Linked DNA regions of Sus scrofa: region 2 is linked to region 1. Evidence: chromatin contacts called from public Hi-C data. All regions are on one chromosome and are shown on one strand. Each heading gives the region's core, a stretch centred on a gene start, on an enhancer-like site or on the middle of the called end of the contact. The rest is flanking DNA. Distances are from core to core; before and after follow the strand shown.

The links. A called contact is a pair of places that touch in the nucleus more often than the background predicts.
Region 2: a Hi-C map of embryonic fibroblasts shows a contact between it and region 1, with 3 times the contacts expected there. The contact joins two enhancer-like sites. A contact is called at or near these places in 4 of 47 Hi-C or Micro-C datasets (embryonic fibroblasts and liver).

Annotation. Positions count from the first base shown.
Region 1 is chr6:82,674,615-82,679,232 of Sscrofa11.1, forward strand. No RefSeq gene overlaps it. Among named protein-coding and RNA genes, the nearest start is that of RUNX3, 82 kb to the left of the region's middle. Within about 2 kb of position 1,282, at least 3 of the 83 cell types and tissues checked have an H3K27ac peak or open chromatin away from gene starts, as enhancers often do. A contact at or near this core is called in embryonic fibroblasts, where this site is marked.
Region 2 is chr6:82,824,649-82,829,645 of Sscrofa11.1, forward strand. No RefSeq gene overlaps it. Among named protein-coding and RNA genes, the nearest start is that of SYF2, 16 kb to the right of the region's middle. Within about 2 kb of position 2,178, at least 8 of the 83 cell types and tissues checked have an H3K27ac peak or open chromatin away from gene starts, as enhancers often do. A contact at or near this core is called in embryonic fibroblasts, where this site is marked.

The sequences.
Region 1 (4,618 bases), core at 32-2,531:
TGAAATGGGAGAAAATCTTTGCCAGCGATGCAACAGACAAGTGCCTAATCTCCAAAATATACAAACAACGAGGGATTTTAGATTGTGGGGTTCACTGCTGCACCCGACTCCAGCAGTGCTGGCACATAGCACGTGCTCCATATGTGTAAGCTGTTTGTTGTCTTCTGGTTTAGTTTCTAAGCAGACAGTGTGTGGGGAGCATACCCCAGCTCACTCAGCAGAGAGGCGGAACCACGGGCTAGCCCCATGCCCTCTGGCCCCAAAGCCCAGCTATTCAACCATCACATCAGCTGCCCAGTGTCAGGGCCCTGGGGACTCACCTCGGGCCACCACTTGGTCTCAGGTAGCTTCCTTTGTGTGTGTGTGTGTGTGTGTGTGTGTGTGTGTGTGTGTGTGTGTGTGTGTCTTTTTAGGGCTGCACCTGAGGCATATGGAGTTTCCTAGGCTAAGGGTCAAATTGAAGCTGTAGCCGCCAGCCTGCGCCACAGCCACAGCCACGCCAGATCTGAGCCTCATCTGCGACCTACACCACAACTCACGGCAACAATGGATCCTTAACCCAATGAGCGAGGCCAGGGATTGAACCTGTGTCCCCATGGATACTAGTCAGATTCGTTTCCACAGAGCCATGATGGGAACTGCTCTGGCAGCTTCTGATTCTCTCTGGTCAAGGAGCTGCCCCTGCCCACCAAAGATAGGCCTCTGGTGGCCCCTCGTTTCCCCTTAATGAATAACTCCAATCGCCCGGGCTCTGAAGCCTGGCAGCCTGGGTTCAGATGCTGGCTCTGGGAGTTCCCATTGTGACTCAGCATGTTAGGAACCTGACTAGTATCCATGAGGATGCAGCTTTGATCCCTGGCCTCGCTCAGTGGGTAAAGGATCCAGCATTGCTGCCAGCTGCGGCATAGTTTGAGAGTGAGTCTCAGCTCTGGCATTACTGTGGCTGTGGCGTAGGTCAGCCCTAGCCTGGGAACTCCCATATGCCACAAATGCGGCCCTAAAAAAGGCAAAACAAAACAAAACAAAAAACAAATGCTAGAAAAACTTACGGTTTCCAAATGAGACAGGTTGGGGGGTAGGGGGATGTGCTGAGGGTTTGGGATGGGAATGCTGGGAAATTTGGTTGTGATGATTGTTGTACACCTATAAATGTGACAAAATTCATTAAGTAATTTTAAAAAAATGCTAGCTCTGCTCTTTTCTCTGTGTGTCCTTGGGCAGGGACCATGATCCATGCCTCAGATCCTCCCCTGTAAAGAAGGGGGAGAGATATGACCTAGTCCAAGAGCCATAAGGATGCAATAAGCGAACCCCAGTAAAATGCGAGAGCAGCGTGTGAATCCGATGAGTGCTGGCCATTGTCGCTGCTAACCACCAGCCCAGGGCACCTGGCCCACTGCTTCCTCTTGTCTTTCCAAAGGCCCAGCCCCCTGCCCACCCGACCACAGGGCTGAGTGGACACTAACAGCTTTCCCGGAGGGCTGGCCCCGCCCCTCCAGACTCATCTCGGAGCCCTGCCCACGCAGGGGGCCCACGGCATGGCCCTCAATCAATAAGCCCAGCTGACTGTGGCTTTGGGGTCTCAACCACCAGCCGCGGCAGCCTGGCTGGTCCAGACCACAGGTCCAGCTGGGGCCAGGAGCCGGTGGAAGTTACAGCATGGGGAGAGTGTGAGCCGGGGTCCCAGCTGCCCCAGGGCCCCTGCTGTGGGGCCAGAGCAGGTATTGCTCTGCTGACACCAGCCCCCACCCCTGGCATGAGGGTGAGGATGGAGGAGGGATCGGGGGAGGTGCAGGGAAATGGTCCCAAGACCTGCCTCAGCTGCACCAGTGCCTTGCTGCCTGATCTTTGCCAAGCAGCTTCTCTCTGGGCCTCGTTTCCTTTTGTAAAATGGGGGGAATGGGATGGGGGCCAATCCTTGCCCCCTCTGCCTCCAGGACATTATAAGAAAAAAGATCAGGGCTCCCTCTGGTGCTGAGAGCTGGGCTCTGTGCTACATGCCGTATGTGTACTGTCTCACGAAATTCCATTTTGCAGATGAGGAAACTGAGGCTGATGTGTTCCTAAAAGCTCATTTCACAAAGCTCAGGAAGGTGACCAGCCTGTCCTACAGGCTCCCTGAAGGAGACCAGGTCCCAGTTTGGGAAGGAATTCTTTTCTTCTCAGGCCACCCTCAGCAAAGACTTTGCCCTGTCCAGGACCCTTTGTTCACCTGCAAATTGATGTGGGGCTTTTTTTTTCCCTACGTCCTGTTTTTCACAACTGACACCAAAGAGCAGTCCAGGACCTTCTCTGCAGGATGCTGGTTCCCACTGCCATCCCACCTCTGCTGCAGCAGCCACAGCTCTGCTCTGTGGTACCAGAGGGGTGTTTATAGAAACCCTTGTCCAGCTTGGATGTCCCTCAGAGCAGCCGCATCCTAGCAAGGGTTGGACCTCAGCAGATGCTTTAGGCAAGGGGCTGTAGCGCCCCCTGGCCCCGGGCTGGAGCAGGATTTTCGACGTGCCAGGCTGAGCAAGGCTGGTCCTCACCCAACACCACTCCCGCTGCTTCCTGAAGTCCTGCTCCCACTCACACCTCCAAACCTCATCCAGGGTGAGGCCAGCGGGGCCCAGACCCAAACCCACAGCAGTGTGGCTTCCTGGGAAAGACAGTGTTTCCTGGGTGCTGGCTCCTTAGCGGACACTTTCAAAAGTTCCCATCCAGCCCACTCCCGGCATGAAACCCACTCATCCTACAAACCATTGCATTCGGAGTGGATAAGCAAAAAGAGATCCTGCTGTGTAGCCCTGGGAACTTTATCTAGTCACTTGTGAGGGAGCACGATGGAGGATAATGTGAGAAAGAGAATGTATATGTGTATGTGTGACTGGGTCACTTTGCTGTACAGTATAAAATTGACAGAATGCAGTAAACCAACTATAATGGAAAAAATAAAAATCATTTAAAATTTTTAAAATAAAATAATAATCATAATTCAAATAATTAAAGTGAATACAGTTTTCTTTAAAAAAGAAAAAAGAAAAGAAACCCACTCATTCCAGCCTAGCCTCCTGTGTGGCCATGCATTTCTGAGACACTGAATCCGTAATACTAACATGGTTAAGGGTGGGGCAGAGGTGCTGCTCTTTATTCAGCCTTTGAGAAGCATCACTGCACTAGCACTTTAAACACATCATCTCATTTCATCCCAAACAAGCCTATGAGAGAGGTTCTGCCATGAACCCCATTTTACGGATGGTGGAACCTGAGGCTCAGAAAGGTTACATCACCTAGCTAGAAAGTGGAGGGACCAGGATTAGAACCCATTTTCTACAAGACATTGGCTCCCCCAGGCATAGCCCAGTGCCCCCTGCCGCCCCTCTCTGATACCCCGCTACCCATCCAACCCCCAGGAGACACTGTCCTGTGTAGCAGTGGCAGCCCAGGGTTGGGCACATGGGGGGAGCGGGGAGTGTGTGCTGTCATGTCTCCACCCAGCCTTGCAAGGGTGGGCCCTTCCTTCCCTGCCTTGTCCCACTCAGACCAGGACTCCCCCCTCTCCTAGAGCAGAGCTATCTGGGTCCCCTCTTTATCTGCCATCCATCCTGCCCTTCAGACCTGGGCTGGCCTTCCCAAGGTCCCCACAGGATTCTGTTTGCTTCCAATTCCCAGGCCACCAGCAGATCTATTACTCATCTCATTCCTATTATTCATTTATTCAGTAGGTTTAGGGGCAGGCAGGAGGCCCTGGGGACTCTAGAGTGAATGGGTCGGCTGAGGGCCAGGCCCAGCCTCTGTGCGGACACTAATGCCTTATCAGGGCTTTGGAAAGGTCAGCGTGGTGGAAGCCTCAGACGGCCCATGCCACTGTGGTCAGTCCTGGGGCAGGAGCCAGTGTCCGAGACCACGCCTGTCTGCCCTGGCCTCAGAAAAGGCTGGGACGGGAAGAGGAGGAGGAGCTGGGAACAGGTAGGCCCCCTGGGGGCTCCCCAGCCACCCAGAAACTCTAGGCACAGGCAGGACCAACCGTCTGGAAAAGTCCTCACACTTACCCCGACTCCACACGTACACACAACCTCCCACACCCCCACTTTCCTGGCCCCTGAGTCCTGGCGGCAGCAGGAAGGGCGGCAGAGGGACCCAAGGTGCGAAGTTCAAACACGAACAGTCAGCCCCAAGCGCCCCTCCCCCATGACCATGACCGTCACTGAGGCCCGGGGACATTCACAACCCTCCTCACCGCCCATTTGTCTTTATTTGCCACTCACTACTCCCTCTCAGGGTCCCTATATCCTGAAGTCACCCCAGGCCTTGAGGGTTAAGAGTGCCAGCGTCCTTCATGCCCTGCCTACAAGTCCTAGGTCCTCCGGAGAGGTGACACCTAGGAGCAGCTTGGCATCGATTCCTCTGTTCTTTCCTGTGCCTTCATAAAACCTATGTGGGCATGATTTAGCCCTTCCCACGCAGGATTTACTTTACAGACGCCTCTGTACATCGTTTTCTCCGACTTGCCCTTTTTTAAAATCATGTGGCTCTCTTGCCACATCTGTATACGGATCTATCATCATCATGATTAGCTGCTGCAGATTTTATACCGTGAACAAAACAAAACAGAAAGGTAAAAGCGTCCATCTGC
Region 2 (4,997 bases), core at 928-3,427, 150 kb after region 1:
GAATGTGGTCCATTCGGTTTTACCAGCAAACATCTTTTTTTTTTTTTTCCTAAATGGCTGCACCCACAGCACGTGAAATTCCCTGGCCTGGGATTGAATTGAACCTATACCACAGCTGCAGCAATGCCAGATCCTTTAACCCACTGTGCCAGGCTGAGGATTGAACCTGAGGTTCTGCAGTGACCCAAGCCACTGCAGGCAGATTCTTAACTCACTGCACCACAGCAGGAACTCCAACATACATCTAAATTTTTTTTCTTGTGTCTTCTTAGGGCTGCACCCATGGCACATGGAAACTCCAGGCTAGGGTCGAATGAGAGCTACAGCTGTGACCTACACCACAGCTCACGGCAATGCCGGATCTCTCACCCACTGAGCAAGGCCGGGGATTGAACCTACATCCTTGTGGATACTAGTCAGACTTGTTGCTGCTGAGCCACAACGGCAACTCCCAAACATCTTATTTTTCACTGCACTTTTAATCTGCATACACATCCCAAGTCTTTTAAAAGTAAGTGGCTGAAAAGTTCCCCTAAGGATCATCTTAGTTGATTCCTGATGAATAAATAGTTGTGATATACAGAGGAGTCTAGTTAGATTTGCTGGTTGGTACCTAGATTTGGGAGTATTAACATAGTTTCATCTTAGTGCCCCTGCACACCTTCCCCAGGCCTCCCCCATCCTGCCCCTCCCCACTCCTCCCCACCCTCGACAATCTTGCCCAAATTGCTACCCCAGGTCTCCTACCTTGGAGCCCTCCACTGTCCTGGGGCTGGCGACCCAATCTCTCAAGGCCTTGCTAGAAAACTCTTTTATCTCAACCTAAACCTCTTCCTGTGAAGGATCAGACAGTTAATATTTCAGGCTTTGTGGGCCCTACCGGCTCTGTCACAACACCTCAACTCTGCCTGTGCAGCATGAAAGCAGCCGTAGACAAGATGACAGTGAGTGTGGCTATGCCTCAATAGAAATTTGTTTGCAAAAGCAAGTGATGGGGCAGATTTGGCCCAGAATCTAAATAGTTCTCCAGTGTTAGGGGGTTTATAATGGTTAATATAGTGGATCTAGAGGCTCACGCTCTTGCTTTCTGCTGGGGCTTTTCACAATTTAACCCTAAGTCATGGGCAATGGGAGTCATTTTAGACACTGGGGAAATTCCGGTATAAAAGATTCTTGAAACATGGATGCCTTTTGGTGTCTCTCAGTCACAACACTTGTGCCTAAAGCTCACCACACCTTGTGGCCTGCAATGGTGGCATTTTCAGATTCAGAAAATACCTCAAACTTGGTTAGATCAGTGGCTCCCAAGCTTGAGAGTACAGCAGACTCACCCAGAGGGCTTGTTAAAACACAGTTTACTGTGACTCACTCCCAGACTTTTTGAATCAGTAGGTCTGGGGTGGAACCAGGGGATACACATTTCTAACAAATCCCAGGCAATGCCAATGCTGCTGCTCAGGGAACCAGGCTTGGCCAACCACTGGGTTACACAATTTAAAAAAAAACAAAAAAACAAAAAAACAAACAAACAAAAAAAAACCTAAAGGTATACTGCCACCTAGTGGACTATTTAATTCTTAGTCCAACTCTATGCCAACTATTCTGACTTGAAAGAGTACTAAAAATTACACATATTTTGCCATGAGAAGAAGCAAATTCATAAAGTTTATTTGTCACTTCTATACTTGGGATTCCACAACCATATTCCAAGCTTCTTTAAAGAAGTGAGGTGTCATGTTTACGATAACATGGCAGCAATTTTAAATCAACTTAAACGAGAAACAGATTATTTTCCACCAGGGGAAAAACACTTTAAATATCTAAATAGAGTAAAACCACCGCTGGCTCTGTTCTCTGGCCCCTCTCCCATTGCCAGATGCACACATCTGTCCTGAAAGGCAAAAATCCACACCCCAGCCTTCCAACTCGCTATTGATGAACCTGGTGTAACTGATGAAATTCAGCAGGAGATTGACCCAAACAAGTCTGTTTCAGACCCTGGACTTTGTGATCTTTGCTCACATAGAACAGTAGCAACGGTGAAGAACCGTGTTCTGGGGCAACTGTGTAAATGTTTGCATTCCAGCCTATTGACAATGCAGTTGCCCCCTCTCCTGTATTCATCCTGTTAGTTTTATCTGACTCCACCTGGCACAAAATGAAGGGACGCTCCACTTGCCAACAGCAGATGACTTGGGATTCCATGCTTGGCGGGCTGCTGGATTGCTGTCAGCGTGGAGAAACATATTAGGGCCATGCTACAAAGGATGGCGTGGTACCAGGAGAACGGAAATGACAGGGACCGGAACGGTTTTTGATGCCAACAGTTTATATTTGATCTCCAGATGCAATGCAGCTGACAGCTAATTAGTCTGACTTAGATCTACATGGATCCCTCCCTTTTTTTTTTTCCACACATGCTCTGGGCATGCTAGTGTGAAAATGTGTCTGCCTGGGGTTGTGCTTTGATTGAGAATTCTCTGGAATGAACACACTTGGAACCCCTGAGAGGTCTGGAGCCCCGGCACGTGGACCATCTGGTGATACGGTCTTTTTCTCTCCTGCTTGGCCGGAGAGCAGATCCTGCAGGACAGTCCTGATCCAAGCGGCTGCTTACAGCCTCACAAAGCTGGAGCAAATTGTGCAGGTTCATGTTTCCATGTACGAGGCCACCGTTAACAGCAAATGTCAGTGGCTGAGAGCTCCTGGACTCGACTTCCGTGGCTACTAATGAAAAAGCAATTGTGGTGCATTAGCTGGCGAGCTGTTTGGTAGGAATGAGAAAGAGCTACAGTCTGGGGGAAAGCAGGAGCATCAAGACCCTCCCTGTCCTGGCCCCAGAGGGTTAGAGCAACACTTATGCAGCCCTGCTGCATGCTAAGCATTTTAAAAGGACTTAAAGTCTTCATAACAGGGGCTGTTATTACCCTCATCTCACTGACGAGAAATCTGAGACATGAAATTGATAGCCCCAAGGTCAAAAAGCTGGTAGGTGGAGAAGCTGAGATTGACCCCCAAAGTCCTTCTCCAAAGACCAGGCTCTTAACCACTACACCTTACAATCTCATGAACCAGGATTGGTCTAAACCATCGGTGGCAATCCAAGCCCTATTGACCGGTCTAGGGAAAGGGAGGTGTGGCCTTCCCTCCCCAAAAGTAGAACTATACTTCAACCCCTACCATGACTCATAGTGGACTGAGTGGGTCTCCCAGCCCTCTGACTTTGGGCTTGGCCATGTGACTTGCTTCGACAATGGGATGTCTCACCAGATGATTCAGGCTGGGATTTGGCATGTGCTTGTGCCCTGGGTGTATCCCCTTGACTTCATGGGCCCCAGCAGGAAATTCATGGAGCCAACCCAGACTAGACTGAAGTCCAGAGCCTGCCCAATAGCACCCAGCCTTAATCAGCACTCCCTGGCCACTCCATTCTCTATACATCATGCCCTGCTACAACTCATGTTCATGGGCTAGTCAGTGATACTCCAGGAGAGCTTTCCAGAACACACCGAGCCTCCAGAGGAGACACCTTTTTGGAACTTGCCCCTCTCCTCCATGGGCACTTGATAAGAGGATGTTAGGCCAGTTCTGGGGACCATCGGGTGACCACAGGCAATGAACACAAAGACAAAAGGCCACCACACTGAGGATGTACACGCAGAAGGAAGACTAATCCGAGGTCTTGGGTGATCCCATCAAGCCACTGAACAATTGCCCACCTCTGCATTTTTTAAGAAAAACAATCTCCTCTTTGTTTAAGCTAGCATTCCTTGGGATTTCCATTATTTGCAAAGCCATTCTTTTTTTTTTTTTTTTTTTTTTTTTTTTTGTCTTTTTAGGACCACACTTGCAGCATATGGAGGTTCCCAGGCTAGGGAGTCCAATCAGAGCTGTAGCCACTGGCCTACACCACAGCCACAGCAATGCCAGATCTGAGGCCGTGTCTGTGATCTACACCACAGCTCACAGCAACGCCGGATCTTTAACCCACTGAGTGAGGTCAGGGATTGAACCTGGGTCCTCATGGACACTAGTCAGATGTGTTTCCACTGAGCCACGATGGGAACTCTAGACCAAACCATTCTTACCTGCTATTGACTCTCTTAAGAATGGCAAAAACACTTTTACAAATACCATATCTTTACATCTCCTTTTTTTCTTTACATTGGCCAGATCTCTCCAGAATAGCAGGAGAAAAAGTCACAAATCCTTGCAAATATCCGTCAATCAATACCTGCGGCGACTGCCCCTGTGCCCCTGGAAAGAGCAGTTTAGAACTGCCCATGTGAAAAGCAGCTCAACTAAAATCAACCCTTCAATGTTGTCTGTTGATGTAGTCAAGCTTCTAGAACACTTCCTAGCATATCATAGGTTCTCAGTATAGCTTTTGAATGAAAATTTTAATTGAGTCATTGATATTTATCCGGATAAGCCATCACATGTGTCTCTTGGGAATCTGTCTTCTCAAGAGCCTCCTGGAAATCACGCCCAAGTGAATTCTGTGAAGCCTGCCCTTTAAACAGACCTTCCCAACTCAATGGATGTCTTCTCGTGATATGATGACAGACAGACACCGGAACAGCTTTATTGAGATGTAATCGTCATACCATAAAATTCGCTTTTTAACGTGTAGAGTTCAGTGGGTTTTAGCATATTCACAGGGTTGTGCAACCATCACCATAATATAATTTTAGGCCATTTTCATCATCCCCAAAGGAAACCTCAGAACCACCAACAGTCACTCCTCATCACTCCCTCCCCCATCCCACCCAGCCCCTGGCAACCACTAACCTACTTTCTGGCTTTATGGATCTGCCTATTCTGGGCATTTCATATAAATGGAATTATACAATGCGTGTGGTCTTTGGTGTCTGACTTATGTCACTTAGCGAAATGTTTTTAAGATTCATCCATGGTGTAGCAGGGCTCAGTAGTTTAGTTCTTCTTATTGCTGAGTAATATTCCACTACATGGACGTACCACATTATCTTTGCCCA